Linked DNA regions of Nothobranchius furzeri: region 2 is linked to region 1. A link is a contact called in public Micro-C data. All regions are on one chromosome and are shown on one strand. The core of a region is the stretch at or near the end of the contact, and the rest is flanking DNA. Distances in the headings are between cores, read along the strand shown. Region 1 holds the start of med18 (mediator of RNA polymerase II transcription, subunit 18 homolog (yeast)). Region 2 holds the start of LOC107379383 (polycomb protein SCMH1).

The links. A called contact is a pair of places that touch in the nucleus more often than the background predicts.
Region 2: a Micro-C map of tail fin shows a contact between it and region 1, with 17 times the contacts expected there. The contact joins the promoter of LOC107379383 here to the promoter of med18 in region 1. A contact is called at or near these places in 2 of 2 Hi-C or Micro-C datasets (skeletal muscle and tail fin).

Annotation. Positions count from the first base shown.
Region 1 is chr5:72,040,088-72,046,467 of NfurGRZ-RIMD1, forward strand. med18 (mediator of RNA polymerase II transcription, subunit 18 homolog (yeast)) reads left to right here and starts at 2,193. Exons shown (of 3, transcript XM_015950104.3): 1 at 2,193-2,477; 2 at 2,803-2,892; 3 at 3,667-4,323. The coding sequence starts at 2,820. The coding sequence ends at 4,223.
Region 2 is chr5:72,204,618-72,211,971 of NfurGRZ-RIMD1, forward strand. It overlaps LOC107379383 (polycomb protein SCMH1), which reads left to right and starts at 2,437. Exons shown (of 16, transcript XM_015950108.3): 1 at 2,437-2,566; 2 at 4,678-4,739; 3 at 4,857-4,934; 4 at 5,023-5,093; 5 at 5,179-5,413; 6 at 5,778-5,866; 7 at 5,998-6,244. The coding sequence starts at 4,715.

The DNA.
Region 1 (6,380 bases), core at 943-3,442:
CCATGTCAACGTGTCGGCACCCGGTGGGATTCTTTTAGATGGGTTTACAAGGAGAATGAACATAGTCGTGCAGCCCAATTATACTTTCTAGATAAGACAGGATTGACACTGTATGCCTCTAACCGCAGAGCCACTGTTTCAAATGATGGCTCCTTGATCATTGATGATTTTAAGGAGAAAGATCAGGGCATGTACTGGTGTGAAAAGTGTGACAAAAACAAATGCGGAAGTGATCAGTCGGACATCTACAGAGTGCAAAAAGGTTGGAACGACTGTTCTTTTCACAAATCTATTCATTCCTTCGCATATTTCTATTTCAATTTCTGATATTTTTATTGTCCTTCTAGAAACTCTGAAAGAAATTCAAGAGACATCATACATCACTGCAGGCAGCAGCTTCATGCACACATGTCCGGGGGGTTTTCTGGAGCTAAAATGGACTTTTGAAGCAAGCAACAAAACTGCCCAAGAATCCAAACAGATTCCAGAAACAACCGTTAATGTTGTTAATGTTAAAGCTGCAGATGTTGGGAAATACACCTGCTGGGCGAGTCGCTGTGGCGGTCCGAGTCAAAAACAGCTTACTGTTAGCTTATGTGTGGTAGAAGGTAAGAAACTCACAGTAATCTGCTTCATTTGTGAAAAATAAACAAGATTTATGTTAAAATATACATATTTGTTTGTTTTGTGGCAGTAGTACACCACCGTGAGGACTCCTCTCTGTCTTGTTTCGTGACGTGTGATGTGGATTCTGAAACTAGAAAAGAGACTTCAAGGCTTCAGGTGGACAATACGATAATATCAGTGGACGTAGCTCCATCTGGGGTTTTCGTTTGTACGGCAGGTCAGATTTTGGACAATAGCACGACTGTTACCAGCACTTACACATCAGCATCAGCAGTTTTAAACACATCAGCAGGCGAGTGAATGCCGCGACCCTCTTTTTTAAATTCTAAATTAAAATTAAACAATTAAAATAAACATATTGTTGACTCTACAGGTGAATCTGAGGAGACTGAAAACACGTTTCCAGCCATTTATGGAGTATCAATCACTGCGGCATGTCTAGCTGTAACAGCACTCGTGATTTTTTGCTTCAAATCAAGACTGCAAGCAGGTAGGATTTGCAGCTGTAGGTTTTCGTTGAGACTTCCTGTTTTTTGTAATTTACATATAGATTTTAATCATGCACAGTGGTTTGCCCTTCAACCTGATTCTCTTTCTGTCTCTCCTCAGCATTTCCGTTTCACAGCTCTTGTTGCGGATTTGGCAGCAAGGTATGATGAGTATTATAAAGTGTATGTATGAAATACCACATGTGATGTTTTGCTAAGGTAATTAATGTCTTGTTTTATGCTGCAGGAAGAAGAAGAAAACCCGACTGTTATTTATTCTTCTCTTGTCATCAAGGCACCTCCCGCAAGAAGACATAGATATGCATGTGAAACTGACTGCATTTATGGTGAAATAAAAGTGTAGTAGAAACACACCTGGCAGAGATGAAAGCTAAACTGAAGAGTTAGTGATTGTAGTTTCCACACTGTCCTCTGATTTAGTGATCAATTTGTCAACAACTTCTAATATGATTGTATGTATAATTATTACTCCCACAGGGTTGTGGAGGTAAAATCTAAAATTTCTCAATTTTTGCCCAAAATAAATAAATAAATAAATAAATAAATAAATAAATAAATTTCTACATTTAAAATATATTTTATTTTATACATACTCTTCCATAATATGTTACGATATATTGCTGAAATGTGGATACATTTCTCATTTTGCAGATTTTGAATTTATGAATAAAATAATACAATTTAAATTTTAAATGTTTAAAAATTTCCAAAGACAATGAAGTGAATTTATTTTTAAGAAACTGTTCCGATATTTTAAAATGACGTTCTGAGAAAGAGTTATAAGCGATTAAAATATGATCTGATGAAGACAACTGAATAAAATCATAATAGAGAAACAGATTAGTTGTGACTGGACTGATTATTTTTTCATGATTATTTATAAACTGTTGGATCATTAATTTACTTTCTGCAGTTGCAGAATGAACTTCATTTCTATTTTTATTTCAGGAAATGTGGAATATTAATGCGAAGATCCTGTCATTTCGTTTGTGCACCGTAGTTTTTAGACATAGATGTTGTAAAACCGTCATTCTCCAGTAGGTGGCAGCAGAGTGTTATCATAGCGGTTGTAACGCGCTTCAAAAACAAGCCAAAGAAAGATGCTCTCGTATTTTTGATGCATATTGAATGTTTTGTCTAATCTCCACATGCGTGGGTGGTTTTATTTTGACTACGTTTCCTCCATTTTTTACTTGAACAGCTGGAGTGACTCATTTGTATGTTGCTGACGTAAAAACTTGGCGAACTAGCGGTTAGCTAACGCTACATGCTAACCGGAAGAGGCTTACCGGGTCTTTAACAAACCATTACGCCAACATTTATTCTGGTTTACCTTAACAGGTACGGAGTAGCATTCTGCTTTATGGCTATTTTTCATGTAAAAGTAGACTTTTTGGGGGAGTCGCAAACTGTATGAATGATTTAGCTTAGCAACATAATTTAGCCTTTTAACTATTAGCTAGCATAACGAACAAGTTAACATCATAAGTAGCTATTTACATTAAGCTCTGCATATTATCAAGTAACAGTGAGCCAGCATGCAAAGTGTTGATTAAAATAAGTTTAGAACCACCTCGACCTTTTTCTTAAAGTGAAATATTTAGCTATTTATTAGCATGTTGAGCTAAGCTTACTGACTGCTTTTCTTTTTAAATTGGGACAAAAGCAGATACCTGAGAAAAGATGGAGGCCCCTCCTGTTACCGTGATGCCTGTGACCGGTGGGACGATTAATATGATGGAATATTTGTTACAAGGTGAGTTAGTGAGATACAAAATAAAAATAGTCTCCCTGAGTGCTTTTTAAGTACACAAGAAAAATTACTTTTCAGACATTTCAACGTTTTATACAATTGTCAGTTTTGCATTAGTGGCCATATGTAGTATTTTATATCAGCTATTATGTCAACAATGAAAGATGGATGACTGTTAATGGGGAAAAATCTAAATTGAATTGAATAGGCTATTAATCCCAGGGGGGACATTCACTCTAGAGCAGAACATACGCTTAGAGAAAAGGAAGAAGAAAAAAATAAAAACAAAAGTGCAGGTACATACACAACGGCAGTAAGCTATTATTGTAACCTTCAAACCACTAAGAGCAACAAAATAAAAATACTAAATTGGGTTTCCAAAGATGTACAGCATAAGGAACACATATTTGTAGGTGATAACTAAGATTTAAAAGATCTTCTACCATAAACTGAAACTATCAGTTATTAGTCATTTTATTTTTACTAATTTGTAAAATCTCAGAATCTTGTTTCTGCTTCCATGAAAGCATAACTGTGGAAAAAGTCCTCAAAAGCTGGATTAACCTCTAATCTGACAGTTTAAGGAAACGTGTTACATGAAAAACATATTCTGATGAAGACTGATTATAGAATACATGTTTTATACCTTTACTGTTTCAGATAAAGTTTGAGTGACATAAGATGTTTGTTTTATTTTTGAATTATTCATGTTAGAAAATGATTGCTGTTATTTTTCCTTCAATGAAGCATTATTTTCTTTGTTTTTGTTGAATCCAGGCAGCGTGTTAGATCTGGCTCTGGAAAGCCTGCTGCATCGCCTCCGTGGTCTGTGTGACAACATGGAACCCGAGACTTTCACAGACCATGAGCTGGTGTACCTTCTGAAAGGCCAGCAGGGAAATCCTTTTATCCTGCGTGCCCGGCGCGCCCTCTCCCACCCAAATGCTCCATGGCATCTGCGTTATCTCGGCCAACCTGAAGTGGGAGACAAAAACCGCTACGCCTTGGTACGCAACTGCGTTGACGTGGCTGCCTCTCACAGCCTTCCAGAGTTCCTGAACGAGATGGGCTTCCGCATGGACCACGAATTTGTCACCAGCGGCCACATATTTCGCAAAGGAGCTATGAAAGTGGTGGTTTGCAACGTTTCTCGGGTCCAGCTACCAGGAAACACGGAAAACACAGAGCGAATGTCAAATTCGCACCTAGTTGAACTGAGCGTGTTGGCCCCTGCTGGCCAGGACACGGTTTCAGAGGACATGCGCAGCTTTGCAGAGCAACTGAAACCTCTGATTCACCTGGAGAAGATTGACCCAAGCAAGCAGAGACATTAGAAGTAGAATTCAGACTAACATGGACTCATTTAATGTAGCTACTTTTGTTTAATTGTTTGTTTTTTATCTTAATAGAAAATAAAATACTGCTCAACTTTTATTCGAGAGTTTTATTTGTTTTTGAATTTGTTTCACTATCTAAAAAATGCTTCATTTATTCCTCATGTTGATGAAAATTATAGTGTATTAACAGCTAAAGCTATTTATTCAAAGAACCTTTTAATGCTTTACTGAATAAGAGGTGGTTTTTGCTGTGGACGTTTTTCTTTCCGTCCACTAGGGGTCTCTCTTTCTCTTGTCTTTGCCTTGATTGGAACAAATTGAATGCTACCTCTCATCATCTACTGGAGCTGTGGTTGCCATGGAAATAATTAGCTGCGAGATCTGCACATCTTTTACCTCATTCTAATTAGCTTTCTCAATTGCTTAATGATACATAGACCTGTGAAAGCCTTCCTTTCTTTCCCTCAACAAAAGCATTGATTTTCGCTCCCTGCCCCTCTCGTTTCCACTGTTAACCCATTAGTGCCCCTTTTTCATGGGAAATTGAACTGGAACCATTACACATGAAAGCTCCACAGCTGCCTTGGGTCCTTAACTGTTCACGATGAAATTGGAAGAAGAAAAAAAAGAGGGCTGTATACTAGTGTGTCAACATTATGGCCAATTGCCTGCAGAGATGGAAGTAACTAATGCACATCCTGTCAGTTATGATAATAATGTTGGCAAAAAAGACATGAGTGCTTCTAATAATACCCTTGCAGGAAGATGCATTTGCTGGAGTTGAAATCTAAAGTGACCATGTGCATGTCTGAGAGGAGAGCTCCAGGGCCGATGGCTGTCTCTGCATGTTGACCTACCTGCATATCAAGGCTGATGAGGACGAGCTCACTGAGGTGGAAAGGTGAGGTGACATAGTTTCCGCATGTTTTTTTTTCTTTGCACATTGAGCATCGCTTTTAAACAACGTTTCTGGAGATTTTGTTTATTTTTGATCACAAACTGGATCTGTGCGTGATTGCATCTAATTTTAGGTTTGCCCACTTGTTAGACAAAGTTTCCTCTCTGTGAGTCTGGGCTATCTGATGGAGACAGATTTATGTTCCAACAACCAGAAGCAAACTACTGGCCCTTAGGACTAAAGCATGATGTTTCAGCTCTGAGTGAATTATGTATTAAAGAGGCAGATGCCTCCTTGCCTAAGGCTTTATGTGTCCAGCATGGATACGCTACAGTCTACTGGCTTTCTTCCACTTAAAAGTTGTGTTTAGCACAGTGCTCTGTGGTGATGAGCTGGAGTCCCACTACACCTCCACTCTGCGATGCCTGGAGAGCGCAGGCATAGCTAGGCTAATCAGTGTCTTGGCATCAAGCCTGCTTGGCTTTGTGGATGTTGCCAACCACTGACTAACCCAAGTGAAAGACTCAGCTCTGCTGAAGACAATTTGGTGTGCTGCAGAGAAGAAATCAGGAGAAACCTTCCTTAAGGTTGAACAGGATTAGCTTGGCAATACATACACTTAAAATAATAAGTCCACATGAATAAGTATGTGTTAGAGCTACTACACTCTAAGAAATGAAATGTTAAATTTATGTAAATAAAAGTACATGTATGTTGCTCTTTACAATTAAGCAACTAGGTTTAGTGGAACCAGCAAAGTCAACTTTTCATTTCTCAGAACATGTGCAAAATAAAATGCACTTAAAGCAACAGTGGATAATTTTTCCCGTTTCTCCTTCCTACTGGTTGAAAGCAGAATTACAGCTGCCGTAAACAACCCTGCTGCAGCCTGCTGTAGCTAGTGATAACAACAAGCTAACGTTAACACAAACCAACTGATACTAAATAAGCTACGACGTAAAAAGATTGTTGGACAAAAAAAGTGTCTTACAAGCCCAGTCACAACAAAGTTAGGTCATCATCAGTCCGTGGTTTCATAGCCTTTATTTAAAAAAATGCATGTGTGAATCAACAGATTGACACTTGTGGAAGGTCAGCTGACCACGATGTAAATCCCTGCTAGCTAGCTCAAACAAGTGTAGGCCGCGTTTATGATCACTCTGGACTTAGCTCTTTGCTTCACCTCCACCCATTAGTCTCTTACGTTTACTGCCAGGCTCTGCCATGATGGGAACAAAAAGGAAGAAGCAAAACTC
Region 2 (7,354 bases), core at 1,187-3,686, 160 kb after region 1:
CAGGAACGTGGGCGCTGCCAATTAACCCTTTTCACCGTGTGAAACCAAACATAATTGCCTGGTGTGCATGGGGCCAATGGGCCGTGGCCTGCCCAGCGTAGGCTAAAATGGGCATTAGCCGTGCTGCCAGGTGACCATTACACACAATTGAACCACCAGGTGTCCGTTCAAATCACATAGTTACAGTTGCTACCCTCGTCTAATTGGCATGATATTACCAAATGAACCCTGATTTTAATTTTCACACCTTTCTAATTTATCTAAAATGTCTTTAGAGATATTATCCTGTGCTACATTTGTTACACTAGGATCACATCTAGGATAAAACAGTTTTCTAACACATTGCTATGTTTTTAAATTCCATTCCATTTATTTGATAAAGCACATTTAAAAACAGCATGTGAGCTGACCAAAGTGCTGTACAGGGGTAAAAACATATAGGGTTAAAAGAATAATTTAAAAGAATAAAACAACTAGAGCAAAACACAAAGAACCATGAGAAGTCAATAAAATCAGTAAAAGAACAGTGTAAATAAACCATCGATAAAATAGCTAGGTAGTAAAAGCAAGAGAATAAAAATAAGTCTTTAAGTGGGACTGAAAAACCCCAATGGAGGAGGAGATTCTGATATTCAGTGGGAGATCATTCCAAAGTTTTGGAGCGCAGACAGAAAAAGCTCGTTCACCACGGGTTTTGCAGCGTTGACGGGGAATCTGTAGTAGGTGGAGGTCACCTGAACGGAGAGTCCTGCCTGGCACATAAGGAGTGAGTAACTCGGATAAATATTGAGTTTGTGGTTTTTAAGAAATGAAGCTGTATTTCCGTCAAATCGGCTCACAATACTAATTATCCTGATGGGAACAAATAACGATTAAAAGGTTAAACTAAGTCTTCTCTTACAAATAAATCTCATTCATGTAACGCTCAAGGCGAACTCCTCGTGTTTTGATTTCAGCACACAAAACTAGAGCAATAATAAAAAAACTAGTACAGACCTTTTGCACTGCTGCAGTATGTTTTACTAAAGTAGATGTAAAATTATTTTGGGTTCCGTTAAAGATCAGGTTTACATCTTACTACATAGAAACTCTATAAAGACAGAAACTGGAACAACTAACTGGTCACTTCATATTGATTCAACGAGGTGTTGTAAACGGTCCTCCCATTAAGTAAACCTCCCGTTCCACCGCATCCCAAAGGCTCTAGACTGGATTGAGATCTGGAGAATGAGGAGGTCGTTGTGGACTCTTCACCGTGTGTCCAGATGATTTGAGTTTTGTGACATGGTGCATTATTCTGCTGGAAGTAGCCATCAGAGGATGGGTCCAGTGTGGTCATAAAGGAATGGAAATGGTTAGCAACAATACTCAGGGAGGCTGTGGGGGTAAACCAATGCTCCGTTCGTACTGACCCAGCCAGCGTCATATATGATGATGAATGGCCCACACTTTTACAGCGCCTTTCAGAATCAGAGGACTCCAAAGCGCTTTACACTAAAGTGTATCATTCATCCATTCACACACATTCAAATGCTGGTGATGATGAGCTATGTCGCCAGCGCTGCCCAGGGACACACTGACAGAGGCGAGGCTGCCAAACACAGGCGCCACCAGTCCCTTCGACCACCAGCAGGCAGGTAGGGAGGGTTAAGTGTCTTACCCAACCACAGAAACCGTAGACAAACCCTGTTGGCACCCATACACTTTGCCCATATGTGTCCACATGGGGCACACCTATGCATGCTGGCTGGGTGAGGAGACCAAAGTGCATCAGGAACATCCTCCACACGCCATCAAATCACCTACAGCAACCTGAACCATTGCTACGAGACAGGATGGATCCTGCCTTTCCTCATATTCTGAATGTTGGAGATAAAATCTGCACTTTCTCAGCCTTTTACGTCCAGTTTTGGTGATTCCGTGTGAATTGTAGCCTCAGGAGTGACAACCAGGTGTTGTCTTCTGCAGCTGTAAACTCTAGCCAGCCTATCCGACTCCCAAAAATTGTACCGCATTTAAAATCAATCAAATTCCCCTTTTCCTGTGATTCATGTGGTTCTCTTATCATTACTGTACTCCATTAAGAGGCTAAAGGTTGTTCAAAGACTTGTTTAAAACATTAAACATATAAACAAATGACCTGTCAAGTAAGAAAATCATTTTAATACTAGTTTGTGTTGAGTTGAGATTTAAAAATGTGATGGAAAATAATCTCATTATTATGAAGCCTCCTATGTGGGAAAGTAAACCCAAAAATAAAAATAAATCTGTCATTTTAGATATACATTAAAAATATATCAAACACTGCGGATTTTTACTGTTGTGTGAAAAATATTTCCATGCGGAGCCTGTTTTTAATTCACCTTTGGGTTGTAGTAGCGAGTTCTCACCGCTAGATGCCGTAGTTTCACCCTACATCCGCCTGCCTTGCCTTCTTGCCGTGTCCGTCTGCCTTCCTGACCGTCCAACAAGAAACGCTGGCTACTGCACCCCCTCCTCATCGGGATGAAAAAATATGGCGGAAAGAAGCTGAATTACCATTAAAGGCCGATTCTGGCGTTACTGGGTAAGGTACAAACTCCCGTTTAAGGTCTGGGTACGGCTTGAGCCCAGACTACCGTTAGCTAAAGCCCCGTTTTACCAATGCTAATATTTGTAATCAGTTTCAGCGCGTGAGTCGCTTAGCGTGCTAGGTTAGCATCTCAAGACAGTGGGCATGTCTGCGTGCGTGTGTAGCGTAGCAACTGCACGAATGTTGCGTTTCACTTCGTAATATTTTATTTCCAGCCGTTGCGTGTTGTTTTAAGCCGACGATAACTCATAAACAACACTCGGCACGCTGCTGTCACGAATGTTTTATGCAAACGTGTAGCCTAAAAGGAGGGCGTTCTTCTACCCATGTGTTAGCTTTGTGTTTTGAATGGAGCTTAACATGTTCCAGGCTCCCGGGCGTGTTGAAAATCTAGCGTCTGAACGAAGATGCTTGACAAACGAAAGCGGCTGGAGTTTTGGGGGCTGGGTTGGCAACAGGAGGAAGGTGCGTCCGCTCTAACTCCCGTCTCCCTGTCAGATTTGCAGATTTGAAAACAAGGAGCAGGGTTACTTTAATTTGGACGCCATCCCCCTTTCGCGTAGGAAAAAGGCGCACTTCTGCGAAAGCGAGATCGTCCGGAGAGTAGGAACACTGCCAGACGGTTATGAAGTTTTAAGGTAAGCTTGTTTCTAGGAACTGCCCACTTCCTGATCCCAGCCGCAGAAAATCCCAAGTTTTAGGTTTCATTCAGATCCAAACTTTAATAGTTCTTTCAGCCCTGATGATGATGATGTGGAAAGGAAGTTTTGCCAGGACACATTCAAATATTTGTCAGATCGCCTTGGATTGTTTATAGTCTCTTCTTCCTATGTTCACTCTTTCACCATTCATTCTTTCATTCATTAAGTGTTTCCAGCTTATAGCGCAAACTATTTTGCTCGTTGGGCTCATTTTTTCTTGTCTAGTTTAATCATCTGACCTTGATGCGTGACAAAAATAAAATAATATCTACTAAAAGTTTTAGTTAATGACAGGTTTCCCGTGTTTGTTTTAGAATTACCTCATTCCACCACGTAGGGTGGCCGGGCTCAGCCTTAGAGATAGGAATGAGGAGCTCGGACATTCGGGAGGGACTCGGAGTAGAACCGCTGCTCCTCCGGATCGAAAGGAGTCAGTTGAGGTGGTTTGGGCACCTGGTTAGGATGCCTCCTGGACGCCTCCCTGGGGAGGTGTTTCGGGCATGTCCTGCCGGCAGGAGGCCCCTGGATCGACCCAGGACACGTTGGAGAGGTTAAATCTCCAATCTGGTCCAGGAACGCCTTGGGGTCCTGCCAGAGGAGCTGGTGGGGGTGGCCGGGGAGAGGACGGGCTGGACCTCCCTAGTTGGGATGCTGCGACCCGGATAAGCGGAGGAAGACGACAACGACCTCATTTTCATTTTAACTTGATGTAAAATTTAGACTTTTAGAGGCAAGTTGTTATTTTTGTTAGTGATGCACCGATATGACATTTTTGGGCCGATACCGATATACTGACATTAATGCTTCTAAATTTATTAGATTTTGTATAGAATAAAACTGATTAAAGCTGAATTTACGTTATTATGTACACACACCACACACATTTACGGTTCTGAGAGGATTACAATCACTGTCACATCACTAAACAATTGCACATCAACCCCCTCACCCTCTAAAACAAGCAAACAAATGGAGATGAGATGGAAAAAATATTAGTTGTTAATATTGACCCAGTTTTATTTATCGAACCAATATGTAAAAAAAATGACTAACACTTGCAGATACCGATATTGATGCCGATATATTGTCCATCCCTAATTTTTATGGCATGATTGTGCTTTTTTTCAGAGTCTTAAGAGGTCTTATTCATTAAAACCGATTCCACTTGTGTTGTTTGCCGTATTTACACTAAAGGGTCACAAACCAGTTGTTAAACTAACTTTCCGTGCACAAAAATATCATTACTGGATTTATCTTTAACCGACTCTTTGCAAAAGTGACTTACATGGATTCTGTATCATAGTTGATGCATCATTTTAGATCTGAACAAGCTAATAGTGGTTTAGCCTGACTTTTACATCAAATATCTCATATTTTGTTTTGTGTTTGTTTTCTTGTCTTTAGAGCGGTTGGGTTTCTAGCTGGACAGAATTGTTGGAGCATGAGGAAGCCTGTGCCACAAAAACGTGAGCATTTATCTTTTATAAATGGCCGTAAAAGTTTTATTAAAATAGTTGTACCATACCTTTATACTGTAGTTCATCGAGCCGTGACTCCCAGTGAAAGAGTTTTGTGTCCCGCAGCTTTAGAATGGAAAGATCCCCAAATAATCAAGCATGCACGGAGCGGTCGGCCCTCCCGAGCACCCTCGCTGTACCAAGGTGAACTAGTTATTTGATTGTTTTTAAATAAATCACAAAGACAATTTTGTGTCAGTGTTGCTGATTTAACACTGATATTCGTCTGCAGGCCACTTCAGTTGGGAAAAGTACCTGAAAGAGACGGGAGCTTCAGCTGCTCCTTCGTCGTGTTTCAAACAGGTAACAAGATTTGACTAAACATCAAGACTTTCAACTTGTCTGCTGAATTTATCGCCACCTTTTCAACTGCTGTTCCAACGTTTAGAGCCTCACACCTCCAGTTAATGAGTTCAAGGTGGGCATGAAGCTGGAGGCCCAGGACCCCCGGAACACCACGTCCACCTGCATCGCCACGGTGGTGGGTCTGACAGGCTCTCGGCTGAGGCTGCGCTTGGACGGGTCAGACAATAAGAACGACTTCTGGCGCCTGGTGGACTCCTCAGAGATCCAGCCAATAGGCAGCTGTGAGAAGAATGGAGGGATGCTGCAGCCACCACTGGGTAAGCAGTGATTTAATGTCAAAAATAGCATTTTTCTTTAATATTATGAAACCGTTCTTGTTTATCATCAAATGTTCTTCATAATTTGTCCTCTAGAGGTCAGTAACTGACCACTGAGAATTATAATACTTCACAATTTCTGATAAAGTTTGGTTTCTGTGTGGAAGTTTGTGTGCAATTTCATTATTTTAGCTCTGCAAATGATTGTTTTAATGATTATTTAGGATAAATCCAGTCTAACATTTAACAGAAGTGGGGAAATGTGACTTTGCAAATTAACCTGACATGTTTCAATGCCAAATGTTTTAAATAATTGACCAAAATCCATTCATTGATATTCAGCTAATATTGTTTTCCTGTCCAGGTTTTCGTCTCAATGCTTCTTCCTGGCCCATGTTTCTGCTGAAAACACTAAACGGTGCTGAAATGGCTCCCTCTCGCATTTTTCACAAGGTACCTCTCTACAAGGCTCACACACATAGAAATGAGTGGATGTTTCATTTAATTACTTTTAGATGTGGACATATACTTGTGCACACAAACTGCCATGCCTGAACCCCTTTTTGTATTCCTATGTTCTCCAGCAGGAGCCACCTCCTCCGGAGAAGAACTCTTTCCAGGTGGGAATGAAGCTGGAGGCGGTGGATCGGAAAAATCCACACTTCATCTGCCCTGCGACAGTCGGTGCACTGCGTGGAGTCGAGGTGCTGGTCACCTTCGATGGATGGCGTGGGGCTTTTGATTACCACTGCCGCTATGACTCACGTGACATCTTCCCAGTTGGTTGGTGCGCACTCACCGGAGACAACCTGCAGCCACCTGGCACCAAAGGTCAGAGACTGTAACTGTTAAGCTGCTCCTTGGTGGTTGGGTTCAGTGGATACAAACGTTTGTTTTGTTCTTCGTATCTTATTCAAACACCTTCTGGGTCTTTTATTATCGCATGTTATACGTTTGGGCAGGTGAGGTTAAGTGGCTGTAAACTGTCACAGTCGTCAAAAAATTGTTGTGGAGAATCGTAACTTAGTGGAACCTCTGGGTAAACATTCCCAAACCAAAATCAACGTGTGGTTATTCAGACTTAAGTCTGAGATGATGGAAACGGACAGACTTCTGCAACCCTCACATGTAAACTGTTGACAGATTTACCACATTTCCTTGGAGAGGACGAACAAGGCAAGATGGGGAACCCCACACTGTTTTATTTATTCTGGCTAATTCTTTTAAAAAGAAGCATCTCCAATACCGTCGCACTGTTATGAGCTCACACAGCCTCACCTTTTAAAGTGGTTCTAGAACTCAAAAGCACATTTGATTTGGTGTTGAATAAATGCAGCTTGGGGTGCTTAATGAAGCATACCAAAAAGTCTCTGACCTGTTTTCCTATGCTAATTAGTATTGGTGTAATAGCTACAGAGAAACCGTTTTTCCTGAGAAAGCTGGTGTAACACATCATCATCACACACTCTCCCAACCCACTTCAATCTTAGCAATATATAAAACGTTGGAGGTAATGCTAACCGCAGAGCAATGCTGTCCCAAACTACTGCTAACCATAGCTTGGGCTACTGCTAACCCTAGCCTGGGCATTTGCTAGCCCTAGCCATAGCTACTGCTAACGCTATCCTGAGCTACTGATAATTAGGGCTGAACGATTAATTGCATATGCAATTAAATTGCGATGTGACAAAAGGAGATTTTCTAATCGCAAAGGCTGCGATTTGACTGGCAGCGAGTGGTTAGCACAATGCTAATATACATTGAAAAACCCATAGGGATGCTAATGCTAATATCGCCGAATAGATTCTTACAAATTACGAATTAGGAGCGTGCCAAATTATTACATTTGGAGTCTAATAAAAAGTAAAAACTGCCATTAATCAAATAAGTACGGACAGATATTTTAGTAAAGCTAGAAAACTGTACTTCCAACTAGGGGTT